Regions from separate parts of the Hordeum vulgare genome. Here all the other regions are linked to region 3. The links are chromatin contacts, called in public Hi-C maps. All regions are on one chromosome and are shown on one strand. Each heading gives the region's core, a stretch centred on a gene start, on an enhancer-like site or on the middle of the called end of the contact. The rest is flanking DNA. Distances are from core to core; before and after follow the strand shown. Region 1 holds the start of LOC123443764 (protein ANTAGONIST OF LIKE HETEROCHROMATIN PROTEIN 1-like). Region 2 holds the start of LOC123443759 (formin-like protein 20). Region 3 holds the start of LOC123443761 (probable protein phosphatase 2C 6).

What was found. Hi-C and Micro-C count contacts between places; a contact is called where the count stands out from the background.
Region 1: a contact with region 3 is called in a Hi-C map of seedling, with 5 times the contacts expected there. The contact joins the promoter of LOC123443764 here to the promoter of LOC123443761 in region 3. A contact is called at or near these places in 1 of 6 Hi-C or Micro-C datasets (seedling) and 1 of 1 datasets of contacts at active chromatin or transcription factors (embryo).
Region 2: a contact with region 3 is called in a Hi-C map of seedling, with 5 times the contacts expected there. The contact joins the promoter of LOC123443759 here to the promoter of LOC123443761 in region 3. A contact is called at or near these places in 2 of 6 Hi-C or Micro-C datasets (leaf and seedling) and 1 of 1 datasets of contacts at active chromatin or transcription factors (embryo).

The regions. Positions count from the first base shown.
Region 1 is chr3H:331,638,055-331,640,754 of MorexV3_pseudomolecules_assembly, reverse strand. It overlaps LOC123443764 (protein ANTAGONIST OF LIKE HETEROCHROMATIN PROTEIN 1-like), which reads right to left and starts at 1,434. Exons shown (of 1, transcript XM_045120288.1): 1 at 1-1,434. The coding sequence starts at 1,284.
Region 2 is chr3H:330,067,399-330,070,098 of MorexV3_pseudomolecules_assembly, reverse strand. LOC123443759 (formin-like protein 20) reads left to right here and starts at 1,291. Exons shown (of 1, transcript XM_045120284.1): 1 at 1,291-2,700. The coding sequence starts at 1,644.
Region 3 is chr3H:330,807,374-330,810,073 of MorexV3_pseudomolecules_assembly, reverse strand. LOC123443761 (probable protein phosphatase 2C 6) reads right to left here and starts at 1,336. Exons shown (of 4, transcript XM_045120286.1): 1 at 1-1,336. The coding sequence starts at 595.

The DNA of each region.
Region 1 (2,700 bases), core at 185-2,684, 830 kb before region 3:
GGCGTGCTGCGTCCATGTCAGGTTCTGGTGTGTGTAGGGCACGAGCACCCAATCCATGAGCGGGTAGCTTGCGCCACCGACGAGGCAAGCGTCGTGCATCATACCCGCCGCGGCGCGCTGGTGCAGCATGGATTTCTCGAGCACCTGATCGTCTGGCATGGAGCCCGGCCAGCCGATGCAGACGTCGGTGAAGGCGCGGTCAGGACCGACCACCCCCTGGAGCGTGATGGAGTAGGATGTCTTCTGATTGCGCTCCGTGTGCCGACGGTTGAAGTAGGCGGCGACGGAGATCTTGGGCGCGATGATAGGGATGTGCGTGGTGTACATGGCTCCGATGACGCCCGGAACGCCAAAGGATCTTTCGAAGCCCTCCTTGAATCTGCCGGCGGCGGCCTCATCGGGCCATTGGAGGAAGCGCGGCATGAGGACAGACTTGATGGCCCCGCAGACCTCGAGGACGAGCTTGTGGCATGTGGAGATGCCGAGGCCGAAGCGCTTGGAGACGAGGCGGAGCGGCTCACCGGTGGCGAGGCGCCAGATGCAGACGGCGACGCGCTGACGCACGGGGATGGCCGCGCGAAGCATGGTGTCTTCCTTAGCCACCGCGGAGCCGAGCGCATCGCAGATCATGTCGAACGTCTCCCGGCCCATCCTGAAGGCGCGCCGAAACTCTGCCTCTGGGAAATCGGGGCTGTTGCACTGGTCCCACCACGCCTGCGACCGGTCCTTGACCCACAGACGGCGTTGGTGGTGGCCTGCACGCGGCGGCGAGGCCGACGCTGCAGTGTTGGTGGCGGCCTCCTCGGCAGCCACGACGGCCGCTGCCGCTGCCGACGCCGAGAGCTGCGAGCGCCTGGAGCGCGCAGCGGCCTCAGACTCGGCGTCGGCATCAAAGCTGCCCTCCATCTTGGCGAAGTAGTCCATCATGGCCTGCGACTTGTTGTCGGCGTTGGACTCGAGAAGCGCGAGCTCGCGGCGGGAGGCATCGGCGGCCCCCGCGCTGTCGGCGTGGCCCTCGGCCTCGAGCGCGGCGAGCGAAGTTATTATGGTGGCGATGGAGCGCTTCCTTCCGTTGTTACCGGCGGGCGGTCCGTCCTTGATGGAGTCGTCCCCTCCGCGCTTCCTCCGGCGGTTGTTTGGCATCGCGGCGGCGGCGACGGTTTCGTCGAGCGCGAGCGGCGACGCGGCGGCAGCGTCCTGCAAGAAAGAGTAGTAGAAGGCGAAATCGTCTTCTGCCGCAGCACCTCCTCCGCTGCTGGGGCGGGCGCCGGATGGGGATCTCATATACGTCACGGTAGCTAGTAACGCTGGCCGGGAGCGCGGGAGTCGCGATTGGTGCGGTGGTGGGTGCGGGTCAGCGATTGAAGAGGAAACGAAACGAAACGAGAGAAACGATCGTCCTGTGATTGGTAGGTGGAGAGGCGAGGAGACTGGTGTGAAATGGGGAACGATATAAATACGCCGTGATGCGACGAGGCCGATCGATGGCGATGTGTGAACGCGGGGGTTGCTTTTTGGACAAGGAAGGGGAGGCAGGAAAGCGAGACCGGCCCGCGCCTGCGCCGCGCTGGTGTGGAGCAGGAGCAACCAGGAAGGTGGCCGCGCCCCGAGGACGCGGTGTGGCGGGTGGGCACCCACCGGCTGACAGCGAGCGGGTGCGGGTGCGTGCCGCGGTTCACGCGGTTTCGCAGATCCGCACGACACCGCGTGGACTGGACTCCTCCTCTCCTCGACACGGCGCGGCGCGGTGGGGAATGGAGACTAGCGGACGAACGTGGTCAATGGGATGACATGCCGGCGTGGCACCATCATCCTCACGTGCGAGCTGGTAAACTGGAGGAGTACTGTACGTACAAACTGTCAAAATTTGCTGGTGCAGTGCTGCTAATGAATACGAGCCATACAGTCCCCGCAATTAAAAAAAACGAGCCATACAGTCCCCGCAAAAAAAAAAAAACGAGCCATACAGCGGTGAGATCGAGAGCTGGGCCGGCCACGGTGATCGAGAAACCGCGGCGGCATGGCGTCCTTTCGTCGTGTCGCTGACGTTTTTGGCAAGGCTCAAGGACCCACAGTCATCTATCTGGATTGTTCATCGGTTCAAGCGTTCCGGTTCTCTCTTGGGCGTCTCCAATGACGTCACTCAATTTTACTGCAAACAACATGGTGCCACAAACGTGTGCAGAGATCCTGCTAACCGACCATAAATGGAAAGGTAAAACTTTTCAAAGCACCTGCAACCTCTCGACCCAAACGGACGTGCATATTTTATTTAATTGGATTGTGTTTGCTTTTGTAATTGAATCGCCGCTTGCTTCCAACGCGGACAATGATCCATTTTTAGGTGTAGCAAAAAAAAAATAGACAATTTTAAAATAGAGAAACCATTGTTAAAAATTTAATGCCGGCCTCGAAGGCCGGCGATAGTCCACATTACATTAAATGTAAAATTAAGTAAACTAAAATGAGGAGACGCGTTGCCCTAGACATTCTTCTCGTCGTCGTCGTTTGGACCGGTGAGGTCGACGAGGGTCAGCGTCGGGCCAGCCCAGGGAAAGGCCGTCTCCTAAGCGACAACGACGTCGTTCGCTGGTGGTTGCACCGACGCTCGGTGGGCAGCACGTCGCTCCTTCTCCTCAGCTTCGGCCTCGCACTCCATCTGCTCGATCCGTCGGGCCTCTACGTCCTCTTCTCTCACCC
Region 2 (2,700 bases), core at 42-2,541, 740 kb after region 3:
AAGAGTAAAGCTTCTTTTGAGGAGAAAATGGTGGACGTACTCGGCCGGATATCAGGAAGGGAGGGAAGAAATTTAAGTAAGTGCTACTGCTACTCCCATGATGATGAGATGATCCAACCAAGATGGATTTGTATGGCCCTGTCGTTGCGTGAATGATGAGCCAAGAGGAAGAGGGGCCATGCCCACTATTTCCATTTGCTCCGCTGTAAGCCACAGCTAGCTAGATCGTTGCTTGCCGATGGATCATGACCACCTCCCAAAACAAGCCCTGGGGAGCCAACAAGAGCCACTTTCAGTACGAGTAATCCACAGAAATAGGCCGAATTCCCGCCAGCTAGCTCGCCCGCCGCATGGAGAATGTGTTGCATGTCTTAGAAAAACCCCTTGCTTCCAGTTCTGGATTGGAAGGCTAAGTTTCCTTGAGTTTTGTTGGCCTTTGAGGGTGAGAAGATAACAAACTCCGGCTGGCATCAGTTGCTGAATTGGACGGAGCATTTCCGGAAGAAAACACGCGCCACGCCACGCCACGCGCCGGGACGTTACAACTTAAAAGCTTGTTGCAACAGCTAGCGCACACATACATTGCTTGCTTCAGGCTTCAGCTCACAACAACCAGCACGCCACATCTGGGAACACAAGTCGTTTTCTTTTATCTTTTGTAAAATAATAAAAACATAAGTCACTAGACATGTACTACTAGTAAGTTTCCATTTCGTAAACCGAAGAAGCAGACCAGATTAGAGACCCTGTAAGAGCATCTTCAACAGTTCGTATGTTCAATCGTTGGTATAAGTGTCCACATCAACAACCAACAGCACATCATACAAGCTCTTCAATGAAGTGTATGTTAATCGTATGTAAAATAACTAAGCGGATCCACTAAACATGGAAGAAATAACCATACTTGTCTCGGAGCTTGTGGGTGAACCGTTGCTTCAAGTTCATACGATTTCATTCTCTCTCTTCTTTTATTTTGCGTCATGTCATCAAAATCATCTATGTGGCAATTTACCAACGATGATCATACAACCATTGAAGATGCCCTAAGTACAATTGGTAAGATTCATTCATTTCCAAATTGTACATTCCGCAGGCCCACGATTCAGTTTGGCACAGACTAATTAATCAAACACTGGGATGCAACTAGTACACTAGTGTACTTGGCACCGAAGGTTCGTTGGCACGCGAAAGAATTTTAAGCGCGTAATTGGTACCAGTACTCCTCCTACCAGTAGACAGTAGTGGTGTGCTGGATTAAGAAAAGATTGACGTTCACCTAGTCCAACGCATTACACTAGACTCTCAAGTGCCCAACGATCAATCATTCATTCCCCGTTTTCTTCAACCAAAATCATTTTGATTCCGTGCCGCATAATATAACCGGACAAACAACTTAAGCATGTCCTATCAAAAAAAAAAAAACTTAAGCATCTACTCACCTCAACACACCTCACGTATATAACCAGCCAAGAAGAAAGCAGACGCAGACACAGGAGGCCAGCAGATTAGCGAGACAGAGAGAGATTCAAAAAGCTTGACACGAACCATTAGTTGCTGCTGCTGCTTTGGCCTTTTTGCGCTTTTGGCTTTCGCATCTCAACCGTGCGAGAAATCGACACGGCCGGAAGCTGCTGCTGCGCGCGATGGAGGAACAAAGGACCGGTTCCAGCGCTGTCGCCACGGGTCCTAGCACCTCCTCCTCCTACTCCACCGCCGACGCCGACGCCGACGACAATGGCGCCGCCGGCGGCGCCAAGGTCTGGGTCCTCGTCCTCCTCTTCTCCCTGCTCGTGCTGCTCTTGCTCCCCTCCGCGGTGCGCCGAGGCGGCGGCGGCTTCCAGCGTGGAGGGATTACCCTCAAGAGCGGCTGGGACGTCGTCAACCTCTGCCTCGTGCTCTTCGCCATCCTCTGCGGCCTCCTCGGCCGCGGCGGGGGCGACAACGATGGGGAGGCCCCCGGCGCCGCGGTGCCTGCGCCCAAGAGCCATCCTCTGGTGTCCTCGGCGGCGGTGGCCACGCCGGAGCCGTCCACGGAAGACGTGTGGGCGAGCCTCAACAACTCCTACACCAACCACAACGCACACACGGGGATCCGGCGGATGAAGAGCAGCAGCTCCTACCCCGAGCTGCGGCTGGACAGCGACGGCGTCTGGGGCCTCGCGTCACCGGAGTTGGCCTGGCGCTCGTACGACGACGCCGAGCTGTACAGGACCCGGCGAGAGGAGCGGCCCGACAGGACCCGCGGCGTCGATCGGTCGCTCAGGAGGACGTCGTCGGATGTGAAGACGATCCCGGTGGACACCTACGAGGTGCTCCCTCAGGGTGCGAGGAGGCGGAGGCGGAGCGTCGAGAGGCTCCCCAAGATGGTTGAGGTGGAGGAGGAGAGGATTCATCCCACGCAGATTCTCGCTACACCGGCGAGGAGCAGGAAGTGGAGCCCGGAAGAGCTGGGCGCTACGCTCTCGGGGATGGCGTCCGCACAACTACCACCTGCCCCGCCGCCGCAGCCTCGCCGTCGCCGCCGCAGCCTCCCCGAGATGGTTGAGGTGGAGGAGGAGAGGACGCATCCCACGGAGACTCTCGCTACTCCGGCGAGGAGCAGGACGTGGAGCCCGGAGGAGCTGCACGCTACGCTGTCGGGGATGGCGTTCGCGTACCCACCACCTGCCCCGCCGCCCCAGCCTCGCCGTCGCCGCCGTA
Region 3 (2,700 bases), core at 87-2,586:
CATATACACCAAAAAAGTGTGAGGGGAGGCGGAAGGAGATGGGATCCAGTCCATCGACCATATTGTTGCCCGTGAGCATCCAGAGCGGCAGGCCGAAGAATCGCGGTACAGCAACGACCGCATCCTCCATCTCCGGCCGGCGGCCGCAAATTGATGTAAACCCCCAGAGCGGAACACATTCGACAGCGAAGACGCTCCTCCCCCCGGCCGCAACCCTCGCCTCTGCCTCGACGGTGGCCGCGGAAGCCGCCGAGTCCTCGAACACCACCGCGCCCCCCTCGACCCCCGCAGCGAAGAAGCCCAGGCCCACCCCCTCGAAATCCGCGCTGGCCACGCTGCTGCAGTCGCTGGTGACCGAGCACGGGCTCCCCGCTGCCGAGGCCTCTCCCCCTTCCCCTCCTGTTGGCAGCCCGTCGTCCGTGGTGGTTCTGACCGGCGGCACTGAAAAGGTGACCGGCACCCCCTCCATGGCCCCCGCCACAACGGCCGCAATCGGTTCCGCAGCCGCGGCGGCGATTAGAGTGAGCCCGGCCGTGGCGGGGCTAAACACAGGTGTGGACGCCACGGCGAGCGCAGCCACGTCCACGTCCTCCATCTCCTCCGGCGCCACAGGTGCCTCCAGGATCACCGCCCCGAGTCGCCTCACCACCAAAGCAGCCCATCGCTGACTCCGCTCCCTCTCCCTCTATAACTTGCTTCACATCCTCGTATGCTCACCCGCCGGCGCCGGCGCCTCATGTGCCTCCAGATCTGCGCCGATCCAGGTCGAATCCCAAGGCCTGTACCAGGCACCGCTCGACCGGGCCTATAAACAAGGGAAAATCCAAGGTCCGCGCGGATCCAAATCTCCGAATCACGGCTCACGGGCGGTGCCCTCGCGAGCAAGGAAGCTAGCTAGCGGTGCGGAACCAACGTCGGGAGCACGCGCGGGCGGGCGGGCGGGCGGGCGTGAGGAGAAAAGAGGAAGGGCAGCAGCAGCAGCAGCGGTTTAGAACTTACCAGTAAAAGCAAAGGAGTGGTGACGCCGTGAAGATGAAGGCGGAGGGGGGAAGGGGAAAGTTGACGTCCACCTCCGTGTGTGTGCGGGGACAGATGTCGAGGGGGCAGTGGGATGGGACACGCGGATCGCCGGATCGGCTGCTGGGCCTCGAGCAGCGGGCAGCCGGGGACGCGTGTCGAGTCGCCACGCCGTGCGCGTGGGGGTTACAGGTGGGCCCTGGGAAGACGTGTTCATCGGGGTGCACAGCACAGTGTAACTAGTACTCCTCCTAGTCCCAGTCCTACATGTGGTGTGCCGCCGTGCTGGCGCTGTACGGTTGGTTGGATTTGGGCTCGGGGAGCTTCTCGGCATTGCCCTGGCCTGGCCAGCAATAATGAAGGTCTAGCTTGTCGCACCTGGCCTGCTGCTTGCACGTCGGACTCACACACGTGTCCCTCCCTCCTGCTGCATGCTGTCATGGGAGTTTAGGTGTCCTCTCCTCTCTCCTCTTAGGGCATCTCCAACAGTTTGTTGATTAGGTTGTTGGTAAAATATGCCATGTCATCAGCCAACACCTTAACATACAACTACTCCAATGGGTTGTATCTAGTTTGTCCAATAAAATGTGAGGTAATAAATAAGGTGCTCTCTCATTCTACATTGGAGCTTGTGCAAGGGTGTTGGTTAATTTACATACAACCTTGTTCTCTTTCCTCATTTATTGCAATGACACATCATCAAAAATCCTATGTGTCAAAATTACCAACAACTATCTTACAACCATTGGAGATGCCCTTATAGATAATTGGATTACTTTTCATGGGATACATTAAAAAATCATTTTTCTCTCTTTATTCATCAGGTAATGACCCACTAAAAAATTATTTTTCTCTTTCCATCAAGTACAATTATTGTCAATCTAACCCTATCATCCAAACACCTCTTTGACTAAAGTTAGTTTAAGGTTAGTCATAAGTTAGAAACTAACTCTAACCTCTAGCTAAATTAGAGTATCCAAACAGGGCCAATATCACAAGCATTTCCATTTGTTACGCACAAACCGCAAAAGAATTCGCACCATTAGCCATGGGTATTATCGCCCACGCTTCCTGCTTGCGACACGTTCACCACATAAAAAGGGAAAACTGTTTCTGTTGGACGACAAGACGTGTTTTGCGTGAAGGACGTGAACATCTTTTTAGAAAGGTCATTGTCACATAAAAAGAGCGAAAAAGAAATCAAGAGAATGGCACGGCCCGAGCGCTCTTGCCGCCACGTGGTAGACGCAACTCGCGACTTGACGGGCTGGATTTTTTTGAAAGAAAGTGGTTGGTCTCGCCCCATTTTATTAAAATAAAGAAGCATACATTCTCCATACTAAAACCAACAGCTAAAACGAAAATAAAGAGAGCCCTCAGCACACGCAGAACCATATGAATCTCTACTATTAAAGTAGGATCGAACGTCGTGATGGTTCAACCTACCGATGGTTCGACCTCCCACTGATCCCACCTCGTCCCTGAACAAAAAAAAAACGAAACGACTTCGCAACCCCAGATCTCTCTCCCCCACCCCCTCCCTCGCAACCACCCCCTCTCCCCCGTCGGTCTCCATCCCCAGATTTCTCTCCCCCACCCCCTCCCTCGCAACCACCCCCTCTCCCCCAAGACCCGGCGCCGCCTCCTTGTCCGTCGGAGCGCCCGCGCCGCTCGGGTCGTCGA